2 separate regions of the Zea mays genome follow, and region 2 is linked to region 1. The links are chromatin contacts, called in public HiChIP or PLAC-seq maps. All regions are on one chromosome and are shown on one strand. The core of a region is the stretch at or near the end of the contact, and the rest is flanking DNA. Distances in the headings are between cores, read along the strand shown. Region 1 holds the start of LOC103629543 (photosystem II stability/assembly factor HCF136, chloroplastic). Region 2 holds the start of LOC100384849.

Region 1 (6,188 bases), core at 3,540-6,039:
GCACTATGGAGAAAAGACCACCGGACTGTCCGGTGTGAAGTCCAGAGTGTTCGGTGTAAAAAGCCTACACACCAACGGTCACTTGCGGTGTCAGATCCAACGGCTAGGCGCACCGGACAGGGGTATTGTACTGTCCGGTGCACCACCGGACTATCCGGTGTGCCGCAGAGAGCAGCAGCTTTTCTCCAACGGCTAGTTTTGTTTTGGGGCCTATAAATACCACCCCAACCGGCCATTCCAAGGTGTGGGAGCCCAAGCAACATACCAAGGCATAGTATAGACATTTCTAAGTGCTCATACACCCAAGTGCTTAATAGAATCACTCGGTGATTAGCGTAGGTGCTTTGCGAAGTGTTTAGGTTAGTTAGACCGCATTAGCACTTGCTCTAGGGGAATCCTAGTTAGTTGAGTGAGTTTAGAAAAAACACACATCCCCTCGGCTCTTGCGTGAGTCGTTGTAATTGTACCGAGTGGGGCGAGAGTCTTGCGAAACCGTGACAAGTACACGGTGTACCGGAGGGAACAAGGCCCGCGACGTTTTCAACCGGAAGCTCGATAGTGGAGACGGTAGGGAACGTCCGAGAGAAGCCAGAAGCGGAGCACCACTTGCGCGTGGAGAAGGTCCACGGCTCTCTACAGAGTTACTCGACTGAGGTGCTTGGCCCTCGCGTGGGCTTCCCATTGCGTAGGGGCACCAACGAGGATTAGTCAGGACCTTGCGCGGTTTTGGATACCTTGGTAAAAATACCGGCATCATCCACGAGAGTTTGCATCTCTACATTGTTATTTAGCTTCCGTATTTATATTAAGCATTTAAGTTTCAATCTTGTATTCATACCTATATTGTTTAGGATTGAAACTTAGTCATTACGGTGGAGATAGCAACACTTAGACAAAACCTAGTTTGCACATTCTAGTTTTGATTAATTGCATAGGTTTTGATCTAGGAAATTTATTTGTGGCCTAGTTAAGTGAAAGTTTTTAGAAGTCCTAATTCACCCCCCTCTTAGGCGTCACCTGTTTCCTTCAGACGTTTTTGCCAGAAGCTCGATAGTGGAGACGGCGGGGAGTGTCCGAGAGGAGCCAGAAGCGGAGCACCACTTGCTCTTGGAGAAGGCCCGCGACTCTCTACGGAGTTTCTCGACTGTGGTGTTTGGCCCTCACGTGGGCTTCCCTTTGCATAGGGGCACCAACGAGGATTAGTCGGGATCTTGCGTGGTTCCGAATACCTCGGTAAAAATACCGGCGTCATCCACGAGAATTTGCATCTCTACCTTGCTCTTTAACTTCCGCATTTACTTTAAGCATTTAAGTTTCAATCTTGTCTTTATACTTAGATTGTTTAGGATTGAAACTTAGACGTTACGGTAGAGATAACAACACTTAGACAAAACCTAGTTTGCACATTCCAGTTTGATTATTTGCATAGGTTTTGCTCTAGGGATTTATTTGTGGCCTAATTTAGTGAAAATTTTAGAAGTTCTAATTCACCCCCCCCCTCTTAGGCGTCACATGTTTCCTTCAAGCACCATTACTCCTCTGGTTATCAATTACGTCAATAATTCAATTGGCCTATCTATGAAGGTTAATCCTTATCTGGGAAACAAAAACACAAGCAAGAACAAGATAATATGCGACTGAATTAAAGTGAGAACGACAAATAACTGAAAGTTAGGTTCCATGACCGATAATGACAACCATTGAATGATAGATTGATGTAAAGCAAATCCCTGACCCTAACATGGGTTGCTATTGTTGATTATATAGCCGAAGGGGTAGTCAAGGATCCATATTTGTGTCACCTAATGGGCCTACACATTACATGGCCTAGTGGTCCAAAAGATGGTGACACAACATCAGGACATATTCTGGACATTGCCTTGTTTCGCTGATTCATATCGACTCTAATAGAGTTTTAATGTCAAACCAGAGCCACCAGTCAGCTTATGAAACTATCTTTTCATCCATATGTGGATCATAGAAAATGGAGTTCGTATTAGTTTGTGGCGCCTATCTTACTACATCTACATGCTAATCCTAGATTTTAAGTAGTACTTGAACTTGATATAAATTGAGCCTCACACTTAGTTTTGACGTCCTTGTTGACCTCCAAAGGTGGCACCCAAGGTGGAGGACACCTTTAAGGTATTTTACATTTATTTGGGGCATGACCTAACTTTGACCATTTGAGTTCTACATGTATTTCAAATAACCTTGTTTTAGCTTTTGTTTAGCTCTTTAATCATTCGAGAGAGTTCTTGTTTTTCATTCCTCTTTTTCTTTTGCTCTTTGTGTTTGTGTGGTGACGTTGACAATATACTCATCAAGGGATGTGACATATGGTTCGAGTTTGTGATGAGTGATTGCCAGCGAAGTAGTGCCTTAGGGGTTAGGTCGGGTGGACTAACCAGGACATGAGCATGTGTAACATGTCTTTTGGCTTATGGTGTGCATGCATAAAATATGGGTGTTGTGGTTGACGATAAAGATGAAGGTCATATATGTTCATGCTGATGGACCGAGAGCGGTGAAGGACAAGCGTCGAATAACTAGCTACGGTTCAAGTGCTCCCTTATGTTCGTGGTCACCACTGTTGTTGGATCGAGAGCATCTAGTTTGTGTTTTTTGGTGCCCCGAAAGATTGAGTGAAGATTTAGAAAATAAGTCAAGATTGCAATATGCAGGGAATTTTATTGGCTCTGAAAGATGGCCTTTGTTAATATGGGTCTTCGTAGAAAAATGCAAATAGATTGAGTAGAATGATTTGTCCCAGGCATTGAGAATGGAGAGCTTCTCAATGGTTTGAGGGTTGTTTGCAACAAGGTAGCATATATATAGATAGTAGATACGGGTATACAAGGTTTTCAAGTTCCTAGCAAGCAGCACATGCATCTTTACACTCAATTTGGGTTGCAGAAGAGAGAACGCAAGCACAGTAAGCAGCCTTTTACAGTAGTAGTAGCAGCAGCACATGCCGTTCGCTGTACACACATATACATAGAATGTCAGCCAAGATACCGAAGCAACACGCCGTCGTTGCCCAGCACGAAGCCTTTCCTGTCATCAAGGAACCTGTGGCAGCAGCCAGCGTCACAATTACGTACAAAGTGTTTGTGACAAGCAAGAGAGCGCAGCAGCAGCAGCAGAGTATGGTTACTTGACGGAGTAGAGATTGGCGGCGATGTTGTCGGCAGCCTTGTCGCGCATCCAGCTCTTCCCTCCGTTTGTGGTCTTGAGCAGCACGCCGCTGCCACCAGCAGCCCAGGCCTCCTCCTGGAGGAGTGCGGTACAATGCAGTGCATAGGAATTCAAAGAAGAAAGAGATCGAGAGGTGCATTGGCAAGAAGGAGGGAGATTTATTATACCTGCGAGCGGTAGCCCACGTCCAGGATCCCAAACCCCCGGCTCTGCACCTGCACCTCCTCAAAATCTTCAGTTATCCCGGTTCCTCTGCTGAGGAAGAGGCCACCACCGCGCACCAGCAGCCAAAGTCCACCGTCCGCTCTCCACCCCATGTTCTGAATCCTCCGTGCCACCGCCCTGTTGTGGGGTTGCCAGAACGGCTGCCCGGGCTCCCACGTCAGATAGAAGTTCCCTCGGCTGGACACAGCCACGTAGCGCCCGTCGGCCGATCTGTTCACCGTGTTGAAAGTCCCAGTGTAGTAGCTTGCACCGCTAATGCCACTTGAAACTGTTCTGCATCACAAACAGGAACAAGGTATTGCACTTGAGGAGAGGAGAGGAGAGGAGGTGTCTCATGTCTGTCTATGCACTGCTAACTGATGAGCAGTACCTGTTCAGAGTAGCTGAAACGGTCTCCTGCACGGCAGCCTTCCAGTTGTATCCACGGTTAGAGGTAACATAGATTGCTCCCTCATCGGTAACCATCTCTGCGCTCTGCTCCCCAGTAGCTTTTATGTAAACCTGAGTACATCTCGGATTATTAAGCAAGCCTTTGTTCGATCGAATGCAAACAAAGATGGGAAAAAAACCCGATTACCATGTTCCCAGGAAGTTGGGCACTCAGGGGTATTCTTTCCCAGCTCTCGCCAGCATCTGAGGTGTGCAGTAGAATTGCAGGCTTGCCGATAATCCATCCCTCTCTGCCCTTGAAGCTTACCGAGTTGAACCTGTAGTTGAAATCTTCGTCCTCTGCGGAAGGGATGGAGCGAGGGAACCAGGTGTTGCCGCCGTCTTTCGTCTCCAGTATTGTCTGTCTTGTTCCAAGGAGAAAACCTGAATCACCTCTGTCCGTGTCAGTCAGTCAGCCTACATTTGAAGCATGCCCTGCCCTTCCCGAGACAGGAGAATTAATGAAGAGCGCCGTCATACCATGGGAGGGGTCGTCTGGGACGAAGGCGATGTCGAGGAGGACGACGCCGGAGTCGATGGGCAGGAAGATGCGCTCCCACTCGGAGAGCGCCGGCGCTTCGTCCGCGCGAGCCGCGGGGGTCCAGCGGGGCAAGACGAGAGGGGAGACGGCGGCCGCGGCGGCGGTGTGGGCGATGAAGCGGCGGCGGTCGACGGAGGCGGCGGGCGGGGCGGACTCGGAGTGTGCGGCCCGAGGCACCAAGTGCCGGCGGCGGCGGGAGGCCGGTATGACAAGGTGCAGCAAGGCGGTGGAGCTGGTGGCCATTGGAGGGGAAACGTGGCCGCCGCGACGGCGAATCGGGCGGGCTCACTGGCGTGGTCGGGCTCCTCCGCTGCTTGTGGATGCGCGCGCCGCGTCCTCTTATCCTGCTGCCGCGCCGTTGCAGGGCCCGCCGGATCCGTTAGCATACGCTGTCACATAAAGTGTCCATCATCTTTAGTTAGTTAAAAATAAACATGTAGGGCAGAAAAAAACTAAAAACCATACGAAGTATTCTTATTGAATTATGTATGACTTATCTAATTTTATGTAGATATAAATCAAACATCAAATTTTGGTAGTTGTGAATTAATTATAAAAAATATAAATCTAAAGTTATACAAAAGTATAATAAAATATATCATATACTATGTTTAATGTATATATCTACTTATGTGAAGTTTAGTATTTTTTATTTTATGATTTTCCTGTGTTTTAATGTAATTTTTAAAGATTAAATCAAACCAAACATAAAAAGAAAAAAAACGAGAAAAACTGTTTTTTTGTTATAGTCGAGGGAGGTAAAATATTTGTTTTTTTTCTTTTTCCCTTCTTTCTTTTTTGAGTACCGTGGGCTTCATAGGCCGAGTCATTTCTGAGTAGCGTGCTGTGGGCTTCATGGGCCAAGTGGCTAAATGCAAGTGGATAGACTGAAAAATCTCCATCCCTTCCCAGTAGCTAAGGCTGTCCGCAGTGACATGCTGTAAACCAAACTCTACCCGACATACAGTTAAAAAAACATCCGCAGCGGGGCACTGCACACGGGACTGTAAACGTAGAGAGACCCTGAGGAACTCTATTTACAGCGTACCTACTCTTCTCACTCCAAACATCCTTCTCTCGGTTCGGCTGTACGGAAAGCATGCGAGCAAGTAGCCAGCGCAGCAGATTTTTGCAGCAAGAGAATATAAAGTGGAAAAAAATAATATAATATATGATAGTTGATATAGAGTTGGATTATAGAGTAAATATGACCGCGAAGAATTGTGGTATAGAGTAGAGAATCTTGCTGACTAGGATAAAATATTTCTTTTAGAGTACGAATTTAGAGTAGTATGAGTGCGTAAAAATCTGCTGCAACGTTGCACCTTACCGCCCATCTTAAATTAAAGGAAGACATGAAAAACGCTACTTCTAGAGCTACTCCAAATCTCCCTCCTCCCGTCATGGAAACTTGTGCGCTGACAGCGTGAGGCGATGTGGCTGTACGTGTGTGGTAGCGTGGTAGAAAGAAATCATATAATATATGGTAGTTGGTATAGAGTTGAGATATGAAGTAGATATGACTGCGGAGAATTGTAGTATAGAGTAAAAAATTTTGCTGACTAGGTCAGAATATTTCTTTTAGAGTAGAAATTTAGAGTTATATGAGTGCGGATAGCCTAACGCCCGAGGCGCCGACGGCTGCTCCCTGGCCGTCCTCGGAAGCGCGGCGGCCAGGCGCTGAGGCGCACCACGCCACGCCGGCGGTGGGACGGAGGAGAGGCCGGAAGTTGCTGGCTCAAGGTAAGCGGAATGGCTTCCGTTCCCCCACTCCTCCCCTCCTTGTAGCTTGCGA
Region 2 (5,541 bases), core at 848-3,347, 240 kb before region 1:
ACAGTTGTCAAACAAGGGCAGCAAACTTCCAGATAGGTTTAGTTGTGTGGATAGGTAGCTTAAGCATTTTTTACACATGCCAGCAACAGTAAGATCAACTAGATCTTTCCTGATGATCAACCCTTTGTCTCTTCATTCAATTATAAGTTGTTCACTTCGTTTACAATTTCTTGTTACGTAGTATACATAACAGCAGCAGACTAGATACACAAAGCCCACCGTTGATTGTTGGTAATTAAAGCAAGTGGCAACAGCCAATTACCTGTTCTCAGGACAAATGGCAACAGGTTTTTGTATCAGATGGCCCTGATGAGAATACAAAGCGCCGAATGAGTACGGGCGAAGCTTGGGAATCTATGCCATGAAAGCACAAGAGAACCCTCGCTCATATAGCGGATAATGCATACCTTTGAAAAGCGTCTTCCAATGTTTTGGTCAAATGATCTGCTGCACTGAATATGTGATGTGCTCTGTAACCTTGCATCAATCACTTCTAGTGCACACGGCATTTCTTGGGGAGCCTGTAACCACATGAGGATTTTAAGCCATACGCTTATGTTATTCCGAGATGGTTTAACATAAGTATTTTTACCAGGTCCTGGTCAATTAGATTTATATATATATGGAAGTGCAATATCTTGTATAGGTGGACTTGCCATGCATTTAAATCAATATATAAGCCACAAAAACAGCAATCAGGAAGTAAATGCACTCCACAAGAACCTTATCCATTATATAAACCAAAAAAGAAAAATCCACAAAGACCACATTTATACAGGAAAAATCATATCATGTGTGCTGGAACAAATCGGCATGCTCCCATAAGGCTTTCTGAGAGCATAGTAGCATCATAAGTGCAAGCAAGCAGCAGGCCCATGATGCAATGCACAGTCCCATACTTAGGCCCTGTTTGTTTGGGATTATAATCTAGATAGATTATATAATCCAATGTAAATAAGCTAGTGAGGAAACAAACAAGCAACTTATCTGATAAGATTATATAATCTAGCACTTGGGATTATGATAATCTATAAGCTCATCAAAAGGTGCTTATTTCAGCTTATTTTTTATGAAAGACCCACTACCCATGGCAAGTTGATTAAAATTACTTCCAATTACCATCCATCTGTCCATAGACGTTCTCACCCACCAGACAAGTAAAACAGCCAAGGGTATTGTTGTATTCATATGCATATGAATAATAAGCCAAGTCTAAATAATCTGAGCTAACAAACAGCAGCACCTAGCTTATTTAATCCAGAGCAAATAATCCAGATTATATAATCTAGATTATAATTTAGATTATATAATCTATAAGTGGAAACAAACAGGGCCTTACTAGACTAGACAGGACACCTGTGGACGCAGCTGTCGCTCCTGAACCGAGCTTTGGGTGCTCGGTACTAGTAATAATAAGCAGGGCATCCTATCCTATATAAAAGTAAAGCTACGCAGATTGATTTTAGGGGCACCCCCAGCCCAGCCCAGCCCACCCCACCCGATGAGGAAGCAAAGGGAAAGGAAAAACGGTGGAGATGAAGAGGTAAAAGGGGAACCTAAGCGATTCGTCGCGATCGCCGGAGGCGGTTGCGGAGTCCAAGCGGAAAAGAAATTGGGGAGGAAAACGGCGGAAATCCCTAGAGAGGATGAGGAATAGATTTACAGTGCTACTAGGATGCAATCTAATCTGCATCTCTCTTTTTTATGGGCAATAATAACTAACAGAAACAACAGAAAGAAAAATGATGAAGAATTCGGTGGGCGAAACGGGGCAGCTAAACTGGCGGGTTCCGGAAAAAGCCGGCGCTAAAAACAGGTGTCACACAGCGCACGCTTGCAGTTAAGAGTGGTGATGAGTTCGTGGGGATGGTTGGTTTGCTTACTCCAAATAGCGCGGGGGATCTCCTCCGGCGCCGGCCCCTGATCCTCTTACGAACTGGATGGGAGGGGATGAGGGAAGGATCAATCGATGTATGAGTGGCTGACCTTTCGGCAACCAAGACGACGAAGACGAAGACGCAGACGAAAGCAAATACCTGCAGCTTGCTTTGGGTTGCTCTCGGCGACTGCTGCTCCTGCTCCCCAGACAGAACCCAGGGGACGGCTATCCGATCCAATTATCCATCCTCTTTCGCCTCCCTGCGCTTATAGAAACAGTATACGGATACACGGGATACACGGGACTGTTGATTAAACCCGACTGCTATAATATAGAAACAGTAGAAGCAATTAAAACGAGAGATTTATAAAAAAATCAGATAAAATGGAGAGATTTATACGGCATTCGTACAAAAAGTTTAAAAATAAAATATAGAATAGAATAGGATAGAATAGCTGCAGGCTTCAAACTAACTATGTCGATGCCAAGACTGACTTAACAAATCATTATTAATTGTTAAATTGTTATTTTTTTCTTTTCTTTTCTCTACTATTATAAAAACACGAGTTTCAACGATGGTCTTACGTCAAAAGTATGTAGATCTAATCCCTTCTCCCTACCCCGTAGGTCGTTACCTTATATATATGCCGTAAAAATAATTCAATTCTCTATTAGTGGATCGTTACTCACAGATGGGTTGTGAGAACCATTTAATCCTAACACGGCATGAAGCCACACATAGCATAGTGCTCCCTTATAGTACTACTCCGCTAGGTAAAGGTGAACAAGTGACCAAGTGAGCTATAAAAAAAGTTGTGTTGCGCTTTAACTCGTACCTTTCTAGACCTTTTGGCAAAAAAAATTAAAATGTAATAATGGTTCTTATATGCCGTTGCAACGCACATCCATTGTACTAGTGATTTTAAAGTAAAAAATAATCTCTACTACACCATATGACTCCACCGAGGGCGTCCACACGGCATCATCGTGCCCCCGCTCCCCGCTAGTCCGCCACCATCGCGTCCGAGACCCGCCACAGAATTTCATCCCCTTCCCCAGTCCCTGCGTCGTGCCTCCCATCAATGCCGCACCTCCACCGTGCCCCGCCCGCATCTGCCCGTGTCGCCAGAGCCCCCTCCCCACCCCTCGTGGTGCTCGCCGCGACAGGCGCCCCCGCGCAGACATCGTGAGCGCGTCGCCCAACAAAGCCCCGCTGCCCTCACCCGCCCCGAACCCTAAAACTCCTCAACCGCCAACGCCGTCGTGCTCTACTTCCTTCGAGACGGCCTGCCTCGGCACCCCCGCCCCTCCTCCCCGGATCCGGTGCCCCTGCTTGTCGTGCGGTCTCCACCCCCGACAGGCACCGAACATTGCTCCACCCAGCCCCCGCCCCAACCCTAAAACTCCTCCCAGCCGCCGCCTACCGTGCTCTCAATGGTCACCAACGCCTCACACACACACGGAGAGAGAGAGAGAGAGAGAGAGAGAGAGAGAGAAGGGGAGGGTAGGCATCGAAATTCCGAATCCCCACCTCGTCGCTCCCACCACCACCGCGGATTGCGTCCCGTTCGATTGCGCAGGAGTTTTTGTTCCAGGATGAGCACCGAGTCAGGGGAGCTGCTCGGGATCGACCCCGTCGAGCTCCGGTTCCCATGTATGCGTATTTTATTTTTGCTATTTATTTTTTCCTTCCTCGTGGATTCTATTGATTTCCTTGAAAATTTCTCAGTAGTCGCCATAGCGAACACAGCTTCGCTAGCTATTCGGGGAAATTTTATTGCGCTCTGTCGAACGCCCATTCGATAATCTTCTACTGGCTGTTTCTCGGGTTCATCATCTTTTTATCCTTTCTAGGGTTTCATTTCGACATGTGTTCTCAGTCGTCCCGTCCTGTATTGTTCATTCGTTTCCTGATTTCCTCTCCTCTCTGAATCATGCAGTCGAGTTAAATAAGCAGATCTCCTGCACGCTGCAACTCACGAACAAGACAGACAAGCAGGTCGCGTTCAAGGTAAAACGAATCCTTTCCTGCGCATTCCTAGGCAGGAGAAGCCACGCGAAACAAAATGGTGCCGTACCCGTAGTGGACTGAGCTTGTGCGACGCCGCCGACTGTAGGTCAAGACAACGAGCCCCAAAAAGTACTGTGTTCGGCCAAACAATAGCATGGTGGTGCCCCGGTCCAAAGCTGACATTGTTGGTAATTTAGTGGCTCGCATGATTGTCATGGCATAGCTGCCCTTTATTTCCACATCTTATACCCACCGTGAATCGTTGGATTTTCAGTCACAATGCAAGCGCAATGGGACGCGCCACCATACATGCATTGCAAGGACAAATTCCTTGTGCAGAGCGCCATCATGGCCAAGGAGATCATGTCGAAGGAAGTCACTGGAGACATGGTAATAAGTCACATTTTAGTGTATTGGTAGTTTTCTTTATCATTTTATAGGGGGTTGCTCCTTCTGTTCACTAAAAAAAATCTTAATGATGGGTTATGTAGTTTACCAAAGATTCAGGCAATATAGTGGATGAAGTGAAGTTGAAGGTAGTTTATACAGCGCCATCGTCCTCTCAAAGCGAGGGATTTGAGGATGGTAATCTCGGCAGTTTGAGTTATCAAGAGGTAAGAATTTGAGTTTAGTATTGATTGTTATATAAGGAGTAGATTTAAAAAAACCTACAAGTATTTACACTTAGGTTGCAAAAACTTCAACTTTTGGGGCATATTGCAGAAACCTAACTTGCAGTTTTTCTGCAATAAGATGTCAAAATAACTATAGGTTTTTAAAATAGGCACCAAAAGTTGCAGTTTTCAACCAATGTCAAAATCTTTTTTAGGTGTTTGAATTTACTCTTATATAATTACAGCATGTATTTTATGATCTGTGCCAACGAACAGTTGGGCTACTGCCTGACTATAACATTTTGGCATTTTGCACTGATAAGTGATTCTCTCCAATATCCACCTTCTAAAAGTGAAAGTGGTTCTTTCTTTGCAAGAAACAAAAGAACCCAAAGAATCAGAAAAAATAATCTCTGAGGTGAACCTCTTTTATATAAACATTGTCAAGCTGTACCTACTAAAGATCCTAGGTGTAGTACTTTTGCACTTGAAATACTCATACCTCAAAAGTGACCAAATTTGTAGCGTCAGCAATCCATTTGCTTAAATATTGCAAAGAAGTAGAAGGAATTAATCATTGCTCTAAATGTATCACTTGAGCTCATTTCGGTATCTGTTTGCCATTGGATGAAAACTTTTGAAGATTCAGAAATTACAGATAGCCTATCTTAGATAGTTTATCTAATTGCATTCTACTTGAAGCAATCAATACTTGAAGCAATCAATTTTGCCAAACCTGGAATTGGCAAAATGGTGCTACCTGGTGACTGAATGTATTACTATGGCGCATCACAGTGTATGTCTGCAATTGCTCTCATATGGTTATATTGCTCCAGGTAAATTTTTATCCTTATTACAGTTCGTGTTTTTAGAATTATTGATACCATGTTTCACAATTGTCTTTTTAAGTCTTGTTCTCTATAGATTAATTTTGAATACAATTGATGCTTGTGCCTCAGGTAGTGAATCACTATATCTCGGATTGATCTGAAGTGGTCACTCTTTTATGAGTCAATATATCTCTAGGGGCACGATCC

What was found. HiChIP or PLAC-seq counts read pairs in DNA pulled down with a chosen protein or histone mark.
Region 2: an H3K4me3 HiChIP or PLAC-seq map of leaf shows a contact between it and region 1, with 6 times the contacts expected there. The contact joins the promoter of LOC100384849 here to the promoter of LOC103629543 in region 1. A contact is called at or near these places in 11 of 25 Hi-C or Micro-C datasets (bundle sheath, ear, endosperm and 5 more) and 1 of 3 datasets of contacts at active chromatin or transcription factors (leaf).

The regions. Positions count from the first base shown.
Region 1 is chr6:91,357,048-91,363,235 of Zm-B73-REFERENCE-NAM-5.0, reverse strand. It overlaps LOC103629543 (photosystem II stability/assembly factor HCF136, chloroplastic), which reads right to left and starts at 4,789. Exons shown (of 6, transcript XM_008650635.3): 1 at 4,333-4,789; 2 at 4,001-4,236; 3 at 3,794-3,924; 4 at 3,366-3,696; 5 at 3,158-3,273; 6 at 2,735-3,072. The coding sequence starts at 4,636. The coding sequence ends at 3,006. LOC100174970 (isopentenyl transferase) reads left to right here and starts at 5,969. Exons shown (of 1, transcript NM_001365581.1): 1 at 5,969-6,188.
Region 2 is chr6:91,590,146-91,595,686 of Zm-B73-REFERENCE-NAM-5.0, reverse strand. LOC100384849 reads right to left here and starts at 2,097. Exons shown (of 9, transcript NM_001362565.1): 1 at 2,037-2,097; 2 at 1,884-1,936; 3 at 408-521; 4 at 263-306. The coding sequence starts at 509. LOC103629544 (vesicle-associated protein 3-1) reads left to right here and starts at 3,321. Exons shown (of 8, transcript XM_020539802.3): 1 at 3,321-3,533; 2 at 3,820-3,890; 3 at 3,997-4,078; 4 at 4,165-4,280; 5 at 4,382-4,504; 6 at 4,881-5,340. The coding sequence starts at 3,476. The coding sequence ends at 5,051.